3 separate regions of the Sus scrofa genome follow, and all the other regions are linked to region 2. The links are chromatin contacts, called in public HiChIP or PLAC-seq maps. All regions are on one chromosome and are shown on one strand. The core of a region is the stretch at or near the end of the contact, and the rest is flanking DNA. Distances in the headings are between cores, read along the strand shown. Region 1 overlaps RASGRP3 (ras guanyl-releasing protein 3). Region 2 overlaps RASGRP3 (ras guanyl-releasing protein 3). Region 3 holds the start of FAM98A (protein FAM98A).

What was found. HiChIP or PLAC-seq counts read pairs in DNA pulled down with a chosen protein or histone mark.
Region 1: an H3K27ac HiChIP or PLAC-seq map of alveolar macrophages shows a contact between it and region 2. The contact joins two enhancer-like sites. A contact is called at or near these places in 2 of 47 Hi-C or Micro-C datasets (liver and retroperitoneal adipose tissue) and 2 of 2 datasets of contacts at active chromatin or transcription factors (alveolar macrophages and skeletal muscle).
Region 3: a contact with region 2 is called in an H3K27ac HiChIP or PLAC-seq map of alveolar macrophages. The contact joins the promoter of FAM98A here to the enhancer-like site in region 2. A contact is called at or near these places in 15 of 47 Hi-C or Micro-C datasets (blood, embryonic fibroblasts, epiblast stem cells and 8 more) and 2 of 2 datasets of contacts at active chromatin or transcription factors (alveolar macrophages and skeletal muscle).

Annotation. Positions count from the first base shown.
Region 1 is chr3:106,104,133-106,108,404 of Sscrofa11.1, forward strand. It overlaps RASGRP3 (ras guanyl-releasing protein 3), which reads right to left. Exons shown (of 18, transcript XM_021087646.1): 15 at 1,803-1,839. Among named protein-coding and RNA genes, the nearest start is that of FAM98A, 45 kb to the left of the region's middle. Within about 2 kb of position 2,354, at least 16 of the 83 cell types and tissues checked have an H3K27ac peak or open chromatin away from gene starts, as enhancers often do. A contact at or near this core is called in alveolar macrophages and retroperitoneal adipose tissue, where this site is marked.
Region 2 is chr3:106,176,929-106,180,800 of Sscrofa11.1, forward strand. All of the region lies in intron 1 of RASGRP3 (ras guanyl-releasing protein 3), which reads right to left. Among named protein-coding and RNA genes, the nearest start is that of RASGRP3, 35 kb to the right of the region's middle. Within about 2 kb of position 2,518, at least 14 of the 83 cell types and tissues checked have an H3K27ac peak or open chromatin away from gene starts, as enhancers often do. A contact at or near this core is called in alveolar macrophages, retroperitoneal adipose tissue and subcutaneous adipose tissue, where this site is marked.
Region 3 is chr3:106,060,259-106,064,117 of Sscrofa11.1, forward strand. It overlaps FAM98A (protein FAM98A), which reads left to right and starts at 1,309. Exons shown (of 8, transcript XM_003125249.5): 1 at 1,309-1,466. The coding sequence starts at 1,414.

The sequences.
Region 1 (4,272 bases), core at 1,104-3,603, 73 kb before region 2:
AGGGTGTGTGTAGGGCAGTAAAAAGGACCAATGGAACCCTTTTCCCTTCCTGGGGTTCCTAAAGTTCTCTCTTATTCAGCTACTTCTACACAATTCATTGAAGTTCTGGGGAGTAACAGGCAGGGCAGGGGCAACCTGACTTGGAAGTTGCCTTTGCCCAACACTAAATTCAAATTACATGGGACTGGGGTTCTTCCAAAACTGAGATGGATTCCCTACAAAGAGGCTCCCTGAGCCAGTATGAACACGAGAAGCCTCAGCATCTAGTCTCTCTCAGGACCTACTGCTGCCTCTGATCATTTGTATTTTTTATTCTTCGTTTCCCAAAACACTTTTTGGAGCAAGTGATCATATGTCTTGCTTCCTTTCTTGGGGAAGAAACAGAAAACCAGGTGAGCATATGCTCAATAAACATATCCCAGATTTGACTATGGCTTGGAAACGGCATGTGGCACATTCTGTGACCTTCTCGTTAGATGCTTTAGTTAAGAAAATAGATATTAAGCACTACTTGGGATAGAAAATTTTGGCCACTTTGGAAGACAGCAACACAATTACTTCATATGATGAGGGTCCTACATTTCTCTTAGAATCCCTGATCAGATATGATCATTTTAAAGGGTATATTTCTCTTTCATTGACCTTTCTTATTATTTCCAATACCCATTCCCTCCCAATGATCTCTTTTAAAGTGGTTTTGTAATGATATCATAGAAAGATCAAATTGTAATGACATGTACAGTCAATTTTAGTTAGGTTTTTCACTTGATGTGTTTTTAAGAGAAAATATATACGCAAAGATGATCCTAGGGGTTGATTTTCATCATATTCATAAAAGTATGTGTGTCTATGCGTGTCTAGGGGATAAGGGGGCAGAAGCCAGAATGAAACTAATGACTCATGGCTGGGCAGTAAGATACTGCAGTATCTTTGCCGCTTGAAAGTAAAACTCTACGACTAAGATAATCCAAGTTAGAACTAAAGGGGAGTTCAAGGAAGCTCCCTGTTCATGTAAAATGAAGGCCAAATACTGAAAGACGGATAACGAAAAAAGGCATCACAAGGGACCATTATTAATCTGAACGCATTCTGTGATTAAGATGTTCCCTTTTGCAGTTTTATTATATTTTTTCAAGAGTGTTACTATATCCTTAAAAGAATCAGTATAAACAGTCTGCATTTAAATATCCAACAATTTTTAGAACACCAGTAAATTGTACTAGGAATATACTATATAAGTAGCAACACATTCCTATTGCGTTTATCAAATACATTATTTACTCAATTGTTATAAATTTCAATTACATGGCGGAAGTATATGAACAAATTCATTGAAAGGGACACAAGTTTCTCCTCTTTTCTTATCATCTGTGATTTACTAGAGAAAAAAATAGCTATGTGAGAGTAGAAAGACATGCATATGTATTACAGAAAAGAGCACTTTTCTCCCCCCTTGAAGGTCAAAGCTCTTTTAAACAGTATTTCCATTAGGCTTGCCCGCCTCAGAATTCCCATCTTGACTGTGTGGTGATGATGAGCAAGACATCTCATAGATAGGGGCTAGATGTGTGGGGGTTGACAGGGGGGTTTGTTTGCTCTTTGTAATAAGTGATAAAATTCCAGCCTGGGCTCTCCCAAACTTCAGGGAGTCCTTTCCTGGACACATTAACTCTTCAGGAGCAAAAGGCCCCAAAGCCCCATGATCTCCACGATGTCAAGAGCTATAAGGTTTCTATCAGACAAATAGGATTCCTGCCCCAAACGTCACATTTTAAAATTTTAATAAAATAATGTTCATTTACCTTTGCATTTGTAGCCTTGCTTGATTATGCCCCAGAGCTGTAACAAAAGACAAAGGAATGTCAGGGAATCTGAGAAGAAATCTGGAAAGAAAACAAGGCCACAGAGAAGGAAGTCCTGGGAAGTGTGATGACTGGCCGAGCACAAACAGGATGTAGCTGCTCCTGACACCCTTCCTGTCAGATAGAAGAAGCCTCTCCCAGCCCACTCCAGCTGGAGCAATAACAGGAGTTTTGCTTCCTTTTTCTTTCTGGGAGCCAAGTGGGAGCTGGGATGGGAAACATTTATTGTGCATTTATTGGAATTTGGCATAATAAGCTTTCAGCAAAATTCACAGGGAGACTTTGTCATTCTGCCTTTGGAAGCCCCTAGCTCCCTCTGCCTTCTTTTAAATCACACTACCTGCTCTTGACGCCCCCTACAGGAAACTAAGTGACCCAAGCAGTGTATCCCACTAAAGCATTTGGATTTGGCTAGGTTACTGGTAGAACATAAATGAGGAAAAGATCATGTATTTATTCTCTGCATTTGCTCGGGGTTTGGCCTGTGCTGAGCATGTGGGAGAGGTAGAAGAGGCTCATATTCTGCCAACCAACGAGGAAGTAGGACGTAGGAGGTGACAAATGTCTCAGGAGAAATGTGAAGGCCTACAGTTCAGTGAGGGAGTGTTTGCCCAGGCAGTTCAGGGGTATCGCCCTGGCGGTGGTGTCTTTGCCCTCCAACCCACTGTAATCACTGTGACAAGGGGCCTTCCCATGTTCTTTCTCAGGCCTCGCACAGCACTGGCCTGTGGGAACCAGGGACACCAGGAACATGCAGTACTGATGAATTAAATGGGCTTAGTTCACGCTGGAGAAGCTCTATTCTTAACCTTTTAGTGGTAGGTTAAGCGGCTGACAGAACACACACACACACACACACACACACACACGCACACACACTCACCCACCACCACCAACAAAACTAATACAATGATTTTGAAAGAAACAGCCCTGGTGGCGACTGGGATTGCTGAGGGTGTCATCCACAACATGTTATAAGAGGAAAAATGCCCTGAGTGTGGGCTTCATGATCACAGGAAAAGAGTAAGTAGCTGCCAATGTGAAGTGATTCAAGGCATGAGGAAGCTTGCTCCTTACTCTCCTTCTGACAAGGCAATTCCACCAGTGGAGCGTGAGTCTTTTGAGTCTTCAAAGTTATTTGGTCCTTCAGAATACATTATTAAGACGCAAACGTCTCCTGGGACAGGGCAACATTGTGTCTTGGAGACAGGAAGGATTATTAAGGCAGCGAACTGGAAGCAAAGGCCTCAGGTGCTTAGGATGACTAGCAGAGGGATGGGAGGGGTCAGTGCAGAGAAGGGATGTGGGTGGGTAGGACGATCCCATCTGTCCGAGCTTTAAGGATCTTTATGATAACCTAGTTTGCTTCCCTTTTATAATAGGTGAGTGTGATGATCCAGGAAATTAAATAAGTTGCAAGGTCCTACATCTGGGAAACTTCGTAGTGATGAGAAATTGCTTCCTCAGAGCCCTTGGTAATAGTGACAACGAAAATAATGATGAGAGCTAACATTTAATGAGCTCTGGCTTGCTATGTGAAAGGCACTGTTTTAAGCTATGTGTAACAACTTATTTAATGTTCACAATATCCTTATGAGATAGGTAATCATTATTTTCTCACTTTTACAGATGAGGAGACTGAGCTACAGAGAGGTGAAGCCACTTCGCAAGAACTTGTAAGTAAGCCCGTAAGAAGGGAAAGAAGAATGTGAACAATGTGTCACTTGAGGGAAAGACGGGAAGCAGGAAGCCATGGCTCCTGGGTGTTTTGTGTGTGCTTAGACCAAAGCCACTGATCTCGGACAAGAAAGGATAAGATTTATAATATCCAGCTATGGCACGTTATTAGCATAGATGCAGGAACTGCTGAAACAGATACAAACATGAGTCTCATGAGAAGGGGATGTCAGGGCCTTGCATGTTAAAGCTCACTTAAGAACCAGGAGACAACACAAGGGAGGAAGAGGCTCTGGGTCAGTGTGCCAGCCAAGGACAGCAGAGGGTTCTTCCTACAGTTCTTTGACTTTGAAAACTCGGGCTGCTATAAGATTTGGAATGATTGTTTGTGGTGTAAGGGGCACTGGACTGGGAGTCAAGAGACCAGAATGAGTCATGATTCTGCTGATAATGATCCATGTGACCTCAGAGAAATCACTTAACTTCTCCAGACCTTGAAATAAAGGAATTAGCAAAACTCTTTCAGTTCTGGAATTCTAATTCGAAAATCAGTGAATTTCAAGTAGTGCCTATTTGTCTTCCTTACCCTTAAAATGGAATTTATTTCTAAAGCAGGTGGTGCAGGCACTGAAAAATAGTCCTTCCAGTCCCCCACAATTCCTTTCAGTGACCCATTTAGAACATTATATTTATAAGCCTCTTTGAAAATCAATAAGCTTTTAGGAGTTCTCTC
Region 2 (3,872 bases), core at 1,268-3,767:
CTATTTAGAAAGAAACCCTATAACAGCTGTTATTGTCGTAAAGCTGATCACTCGTTTTTCCCCTCTCCTCGGCCTCTAAGCTCTCACCATCTCAGCTGCACTGTGAAATCATCAGGCATCACACACTGCATTTTTAGGACCTTGCCAACGTACTGATTATACAATGAACTGGATTGCAATAACAGAAATTGAAGTTTCTCAATTATTCTAGCAAACTTAGACTGTCTCATTGTGAGCAGAAAACTTTGCAGAGGGAAATGGTCATGGGACCCTGTTCCTGGTGGGCAAAGAACACTGTTTCCCCATGGGGATAAGCACCGAAACCAGGCAGAACTTCCAAGAATGCAGATGGTTTTGTTGGGCAAGGGGACCACGTACTGGACATTATACTATGCTTTTTAATTCGAAAAAAAAAAAGACCCCTTCTAGGAGTTCCCACTGTGGTTCAGTGGTTAATGAATCTGATAGGACCATGAGGTTGTGGGTTCGATCCCTGGTCTTGCTCAGCGGGTTAAGGATCCAGCATTGCCACGAGCTGTGATGTAGGTCACAGATGTGGCTTGGATGTGGCATTACTGTGGCTCTGGTGTAGGCCGGCAGCTACAGCTCCAATTAGACCCCTAGCCTGGGAACCTATGTATGCCATGGGTGTGGCCCTAGAAAAAGACAAAAAAGACCAAAAAAAAAAAAAAAAAAAAAAGACCCCTTCTAAAAGCTGAATATTATGTCATGCCACAGATGTGTATGACTCCAATTTAACCACATTGGGTCTGCAGGGTAGGAAAATGACCACTAAGTTCCTTTAAAAAGACTACCCAAAACAAATATTATTGTGTCTGAACCTAAGCTGACCCCGTTTCTGAAGCCAAATATCCAAAGGCTTTGGAAACATCATCACTGACATGTGTGAGATAGCAGTCATCATTTCACCCATGAGAAGATAACACAAATTACAGCACTGGGACCACAGAGAACAATTCCATAGATATTATTCAGAGTCAGAAGACTGAGGACCTAGCTGAGCTCGGTCACCTACCAGTCCCATGACCATGGGCAAGTCATACACTTTTGCTCATCTTCATTTTCCTCACTGCAAACAAGGGTGATGGTGTCCTTCCTTCACAAGACTGTGGCAAAGTGCAAGAAAGTGTCTAATACAAGAAAATTCCCAGCAGGAGTTGGTCTTTTTGACATTGTAGCTGGGCTCAAAGAAGATGAAATCACAGCAAATGTACATACATATCATAGACTCCAAAGGTACACTACTATGATCATTGGAAACAGCAGAAACCCCAGACTTCCAAATCTATAAAACATGGGAATGTGACACACAAACTGCTAAACAACTCCAGGGGAGGCAAGTGGGAAATCAATACAAAGAGAAAGTAGGACTCAAGAGAATTAACTCTTTGAGAAAAGGTTCTTTGGAACATAAGCTAGCAAAAAAACAAAAAACAAGAAACAAAACTGCATCGCAAAATGTGCTTTCTTATAAAAGACTTCAGGAACATAATCACTTTATTTTCTTCACACCAGCTCTGGAGTCTGACTTGTGGACTCTACCACGATTCTGAGTCTGTCTCACATGTCTCCATGTAACATCCACTGGACCATGCCAATTGCTATGGAAATAACCAATTCCCAGAAATAACTGGAGGTAATTTCCAGTGGTTCTGGGTTAATAGACCATATTGCTGATTACTCTTGAGTTGGGCTTAAAGGCAAAAGGCAGGTGAGAAGTAGATGATAAATTCCCTCATCTAGTTGTAAATATTTTGCTCTTCAAAATGTGCAATCTTGTTATAGCACCCTTGTAAAAAATTGACAACTTTCTCAAAGACATGCAAAATGGTGTACTTAACTTTCCTCCTGATTAATCAAAAGACCCTTCTGCTACTTACTCAGTGCTCTTTCTCATCGCCAGCCCTCGTTTTGACATTTATTCACAGGATGAAATATGGAGAGCTAAATTAAATTTTTAGAAGAGTTTTACAGGTAGGGCTTTCTCAGGGCTCTGTCTCTGGTTGATGACCCAGGAAAGCCACAGGTTCATGGCCCACAAGTGAGAAAGTCAGTCTTTAGATAAGTGGCAGGTGGAGGGAGTTGTGTGCCCCAAGGCAAACACAGGTGAGGTCACCCTCCCAGGCAAACAGACAAAAGCACATCTCTCCTCCCTCCCTGCCCACACCCAGCGCCCTGGCCAGGGACCCTCCCTCACAGCTTGGACAAACAGAGCAAAGAGAGGGAAGGATTGGGTTGCTTCTATTCCTAAAGGACAATAACCTCTTTGGACGACCAACCTTCCATGTTGAGCCACACAATGAATAGGTCTGACCCTAGTGTTATCACCCCCTAGGCCAGCTGTTTGGGGTAGGGCGTGGCTGCAGATGGTCCTCCAAAGGAAGGAGTGACAGGAAAAATTGAGGAAAAGGCCAGCAGAGACAGCAAGTGCAATGTGCTCCCGGGTAATAACAAAGCTCTCAGTCTCCGCTCTGACCCGTGGGAGGGCCATCAGAGAACAGCTCTTACAGAGAAAAACACACTGCTGGTCAGCGTGGCCCTGTAAGCCTGGGCTTGGACTGTCACAAGGGGAAACCTCACCCTTCCTGCCCTGGAGAGTCCGAAAGGGCCACAACACACATTGTGCATCTAATCGTAGGGTGCCGAAATATTCTCATTTGCATTTTGTGAGCGTTTAAGCTTCAGCATGTGGGATTAGCATAAGAGCTCCTCTTTTGTCTGTTTAATATAGGCAGGTTCTGGAGTCAGTCCTCAGTGTCACTTCTGCCTGTGCCATACATAGGCGAGTGGTTGTAGTCTCTGAACTTGACTCTCTATCTATAAAACAGGAACAATTATATAAAATACATAGACTTACTTTGAGGATTGTATGAAAATAAATACTTGTTTAGCACATCATTTGGCATAGGAAGTGCACAATAAATGTAAGTTATAAGTATTAGTGTTAATATTATGATGGTAGTAGTACAAGAGCTACTCTTTTCAAGTAACCCTTTACAAGCTCTGCCACTCACTAGCACTAGGACCCAGATACATTTGCTACAATCCCCTCATCTTTGAAATGAAGGTATGAAGTTGTGCATGCTATAGTTCCTATCCCAGAATCAAAAAGCTTTGGCTTCATGGATGTGCTGTCTGCACATAAAATAATTATTTCTATTAGTCCGATGTTAACATGTTGAAAGTCAAGATATCACTAGGCTTTTCAAAATAATCAGTGGGCTTTCAAAAATTCAGCAGGTGTTATCATTCAAAGGACACTCAGACTGCCATACAGACCCCTCCCAGTTTTATGGTGTATGGCCTTATGATTCTGGAGACACAGTTTCACCTGGGAGCTCTTTTCTATTATCAGCCTTCGGAAAAGGGGAGACTATTCCAGAAGCAAAATTCCTCATTAATGGCCCCTTGGGGAGTTCCCATTGTGGCTCAGTGGGTTAAAAACCCAATGAGTATCCATGAGGATGAGGGTTCAATTCCTGGCCTTTCTCAGTGGGTTAAGGATCCGGCGTTGCTGAAAGCTCCAGTCTAGGTTGCAAATATAGCTCAGATCCTGCATTTCTGTGGCTTCCTTGTAGGTCCAATCTGATCCCTAGCCTGAGAACTTCTATCCAGGGAACTAACTCTCTGGGTCATGTGACCACATGCTAACCCAGGGACCTTACCCAGTTGGCACAAAGAGGAATGAAGGAGTTGGAAATACTGTTTTCTCATTGGATGCTCTAGGTTTTGTCAAAACCAGACTAGCCAGGCATCCAAATCTGCTTCCATCCCAGATCTTTGGCTGATATGATACTCTGGACCAACTGTGCTGAGGGCAACTTCAGCAGAACCAGCCTGTCCTTTTCAAT
Region 3 (3,859 bases), core at 59-2,558, 120 kb before region 2:
TCACATCCTGCTTATAAATCCTTATTTGACTAGTCAAATAAGAATAAATATGAATTTAGAGATATCTCAGTTTCAAAAGCCAGGTCTTACCATTTTTGATAGACAAGCCAACTAAGCCTTAGTGTCCTCACCTGCAAAATGGGAGTAATACTTACACAGCCTTATGATGATTGCATAAAATAACACCGATCAAGGAAATAATACAATTCAAACACACAGTAGATACATAATAAATGTTAATTCCTTCCCTCATTCCAGATGGTGCAAAATAAGGAATTTTAAAGGTACTATGAAGAATAAGGAGCATTTATCCATTAGATACCAAAATATTTGAGAACTACAAAATAAAATTTACTGATAGCAGTGTGAAAACTCTTTAATGCCTACACAGTGCACAATTATGCCCATTTATAGTTAAATGTAATTTTCTAAATATGCCATCACTTCGAAAACAATTTTTCTCATTTTTTTCAATAAATTCTAAGTACATACCCAACCAGTAACTGCCAAGAAACCACAGCCCATCGTGATGCGAGTGTCACACCATGCCAAAAAATGCCAAATCGATAACGGTACAACAAAAAGTTTATTTACCCTTTAAACTGCGTGGGTTTAAATATATTCCATCCTATTTGATATTGACACACAGCGAAGGCCCCCCTCTTACCTCCCTCCCCCACCCCTTTAAAATAAAGATTCTTAGTGTCTGGGAAGGGCTTAAGAAGTCTGGTAGAGAACGGCAAAGGAACGGAATGAATCAACTTTCTGAATACATCCGTGTCAAGGGAAAGTTTACTCCTTAACTCCGAAATACAGCTACTGCAGCCACCAGGAACTCCGACGGCATGTTATCTGCCATTCTCGGCACTTGTCCCGTCTCTAGCCCTGTTCTAAGGAATTAGAGCGAACGAACTTCTCCCTCTCTACGGCCCACAGGTAAGGCTGGTCACCCACTCAGGCGACTGGGATCCAGACAGTCAGTTTCACAGCAAACGCCCACCCAACTCTATGGACCCCCACCCTCCCCCGCCCGAGGATCCTTCCCCGCCCGCCTCGCCCCAAGCTTCGCACATGCGCACACCCAATTAGGAAAAATTAGAGCGCCCCCGGCCCTCGCCAGGTCCCCACGCCCAGCTGCCACGCAGCCAGTCCTCCTGCCCTTCTTGGGGCCGTCGGCTTCACTATTCAGTAATACGCATGTGCGTGTAGTGTCGCCTGACCATCTTTCAGGCGGCCGGGGCGGGCCGGCAGGCGGGACCAAGTTTCTTACGCACGCTCCGGACATGCGCAGTGCATGGACTGAGGCGCCAGCTGTCGATTTGGAAGTTCCGGGGAAGCAGCGCATGCGCGAGTGTACGCGTTGCCGGCGAAGAGGGGAGCCTGACGACTCGGAAATTTGAATACCACAGTAGCATGGAGTGTGACCTCTTGGAGTCTGACATCTTGGAGTCGTTGGAAGATCTAGGGTAAGACTGCCAGGGCACGGGTCTCCCAAACCCCACACTGTCGCCCACCGGCCCGAAAACTCCTTCTCCACCTCAGTCAGCGACACCTGCCTCTCCACGCCTCACCCCGTGGCTCCTGGCTGTCGCCTCCCTATACCTCCAGGACCCCAATGCCACGTCCACTGCCTGCTCTGCTGGGTCGGGGCCCTCCGGCTGCGACGCCCCTAGGCCTGCCCTGTGCTCGGTGCAGCCAAGTTTCCCGCAGCGTTTGTCAGTCATGCGTGTCATTGTCTGGGCTCTGGTTCACGCCACCCCCCTCCCCAGCTTCTCTCCGTGCTCCCCATCCTTCTGCCCTACCCCCTCACTCTGGAGGTTGCCAAAGTTGATTCTCTGTTTTCCTACTTGTCCTCCAAACTTCCTGCTTCTGTCTTGAGCCCCTGCTCCTACCCCACCCCACTTCGCTCAGAAAATCTCCTTTGCCCAGTCATGTCTGCATGCACCCAGGCTTCCCTAAGGCACATGTCTGCGCTGCATCCGTTCTGCCAGCCAGCTCACTTATACACCTAACCTGTCACCACCTTCATGGGAACCACTCGCTGTTTCCCTTGACTCTGACACACCTTCACTGAGCCGCCATTAGCTCTTAGTCTTAGGGGCATCCTCACCCACCAAGTCCCAGCGTATTTGTTGTGCATTTTTGTCTCCCCCTGACAGTTAACCCAGCCATAATTCATCAGTATCTGGAAGCTGGAAATAAGGCTGCTTATCTCACTGGGTCACCCAGATCAGTGTACTCTCTTAAAACTTGAGAACTTAGAATTTCTTGGGCTAAATGCTGTCCAGAAACAAATTGTATAATTAAATATTTGCCCACAGTACAGCTTAAAAAAAAAAAATACGGATTTAGAAAACTATAAAAGTAACAAGTCTCTTATCAAAACCTTCCTCTAGGTTTTTCCATGCCATGGAAGCCTTTGGGGGAAAGCTTACTTTAGTATTAAAAGAACAAGGGTTCCCAAAGTCTGCCCATTTTTAGGAAAGGCAGTGGTTGTGCTTATCTTTTTCTGTCAATATGAATTACCATTGCTCTTTTCTTTGGAGCTTGCTCTGAATTTTCATGAATAAAGTCAGACTTTAGGCAGCTTATTTCTTTGATGAGAACCTAAGTAAAAGTCACAATCAGCAAAGTGGTGTCTTTTTGGTGAACCTCTTAGACTAAATTGTTAAATTTCACACATGAAGTATTCAGTAAACACTTTGGGTCTGTTGGCAATGTTGGTCTGAACACTTAAGGGTACAAAGTGAGGTGGAAGAAAAGTTCACACTGTGAGAATATGCCTTGAGAACTGAGGAGAGCCAGGAAGAAAGAAAACTGGGAAAGGAAACAAGTCCTAAGCTTCCTAGAAGTGACACTTAGTGTTGAAGGAGAAGTAGCATGAGAGGATGAAGGTAAACCCTACTTAAATGAAGTCCATCTGCAACAACTGATGATGGATGCCACTTCTTCCTATGATTGTTCTCTTACCCTTTGTTAATTGTGTTTTTCTTCTCTTGGGTACTGGAACAGTCATTGTAACTGTAATAACACTAATTAAATAAATAATTGGGATGGGTTGTAAGATAAACCGTGGGATTTTCTGAAAACTTGACTATAAATTTTAACCCGTAACGTGTTAGTTTGGTGGCATTCAGCCATCAAAAATTAGTCTTAATTGATTGATGTGTGCTTTTCAAGGATTTACTGGGAAATATTAGAAATAAATGACCATTTATTTCTCACCTGGTACACAGTAAGAATTCAGTAATTACTTGTGGGATAAATCAATAAAATTTAAGTATGTAACACAGTGAGACATTTGTAGGCCTAGTTTGTTTATTCCAGTTTCTAGCAATATGTGGTTTTGAATCTAGATGCCAGACTATATAGAATCTCACTTTTTGCGTAAGATTTCTTCTGTCCCATTAAAAATATAAACATATAATTATATTTTAAGAGGGTTGAATGTTACATTTCTCTAACATCTCTATACCTCTAAATATCAAGTTATCTTAAGTATATTGAATGTATCATGATTAGCGTTTTTATCAAGATTTCATTCATAAAAGATGAATATGTGTTTTAAAATTACTTTGAGAATGGCAGAATCTTTAATTCTAGCCATATTCTAGATTGGGGTTCATTGTTACTATTGTCTTTTGAGTGTTTGAATGTTTAATAATTTTTTAAAATGACCTTTGATTCACTTGCAAAGAATTAGGATTCATTTGCACCAGTTCACCTAAACATCAGCTCACCAGCAGTTAGTAAATTAATCTTGATATTAATTTACTAGTATATCTTACTCATCTTAATGTCATTAAATATAGAAAAAGGAAAACAAATGAATAATTGGGAAGTTTTTGCTTTTAAAGAC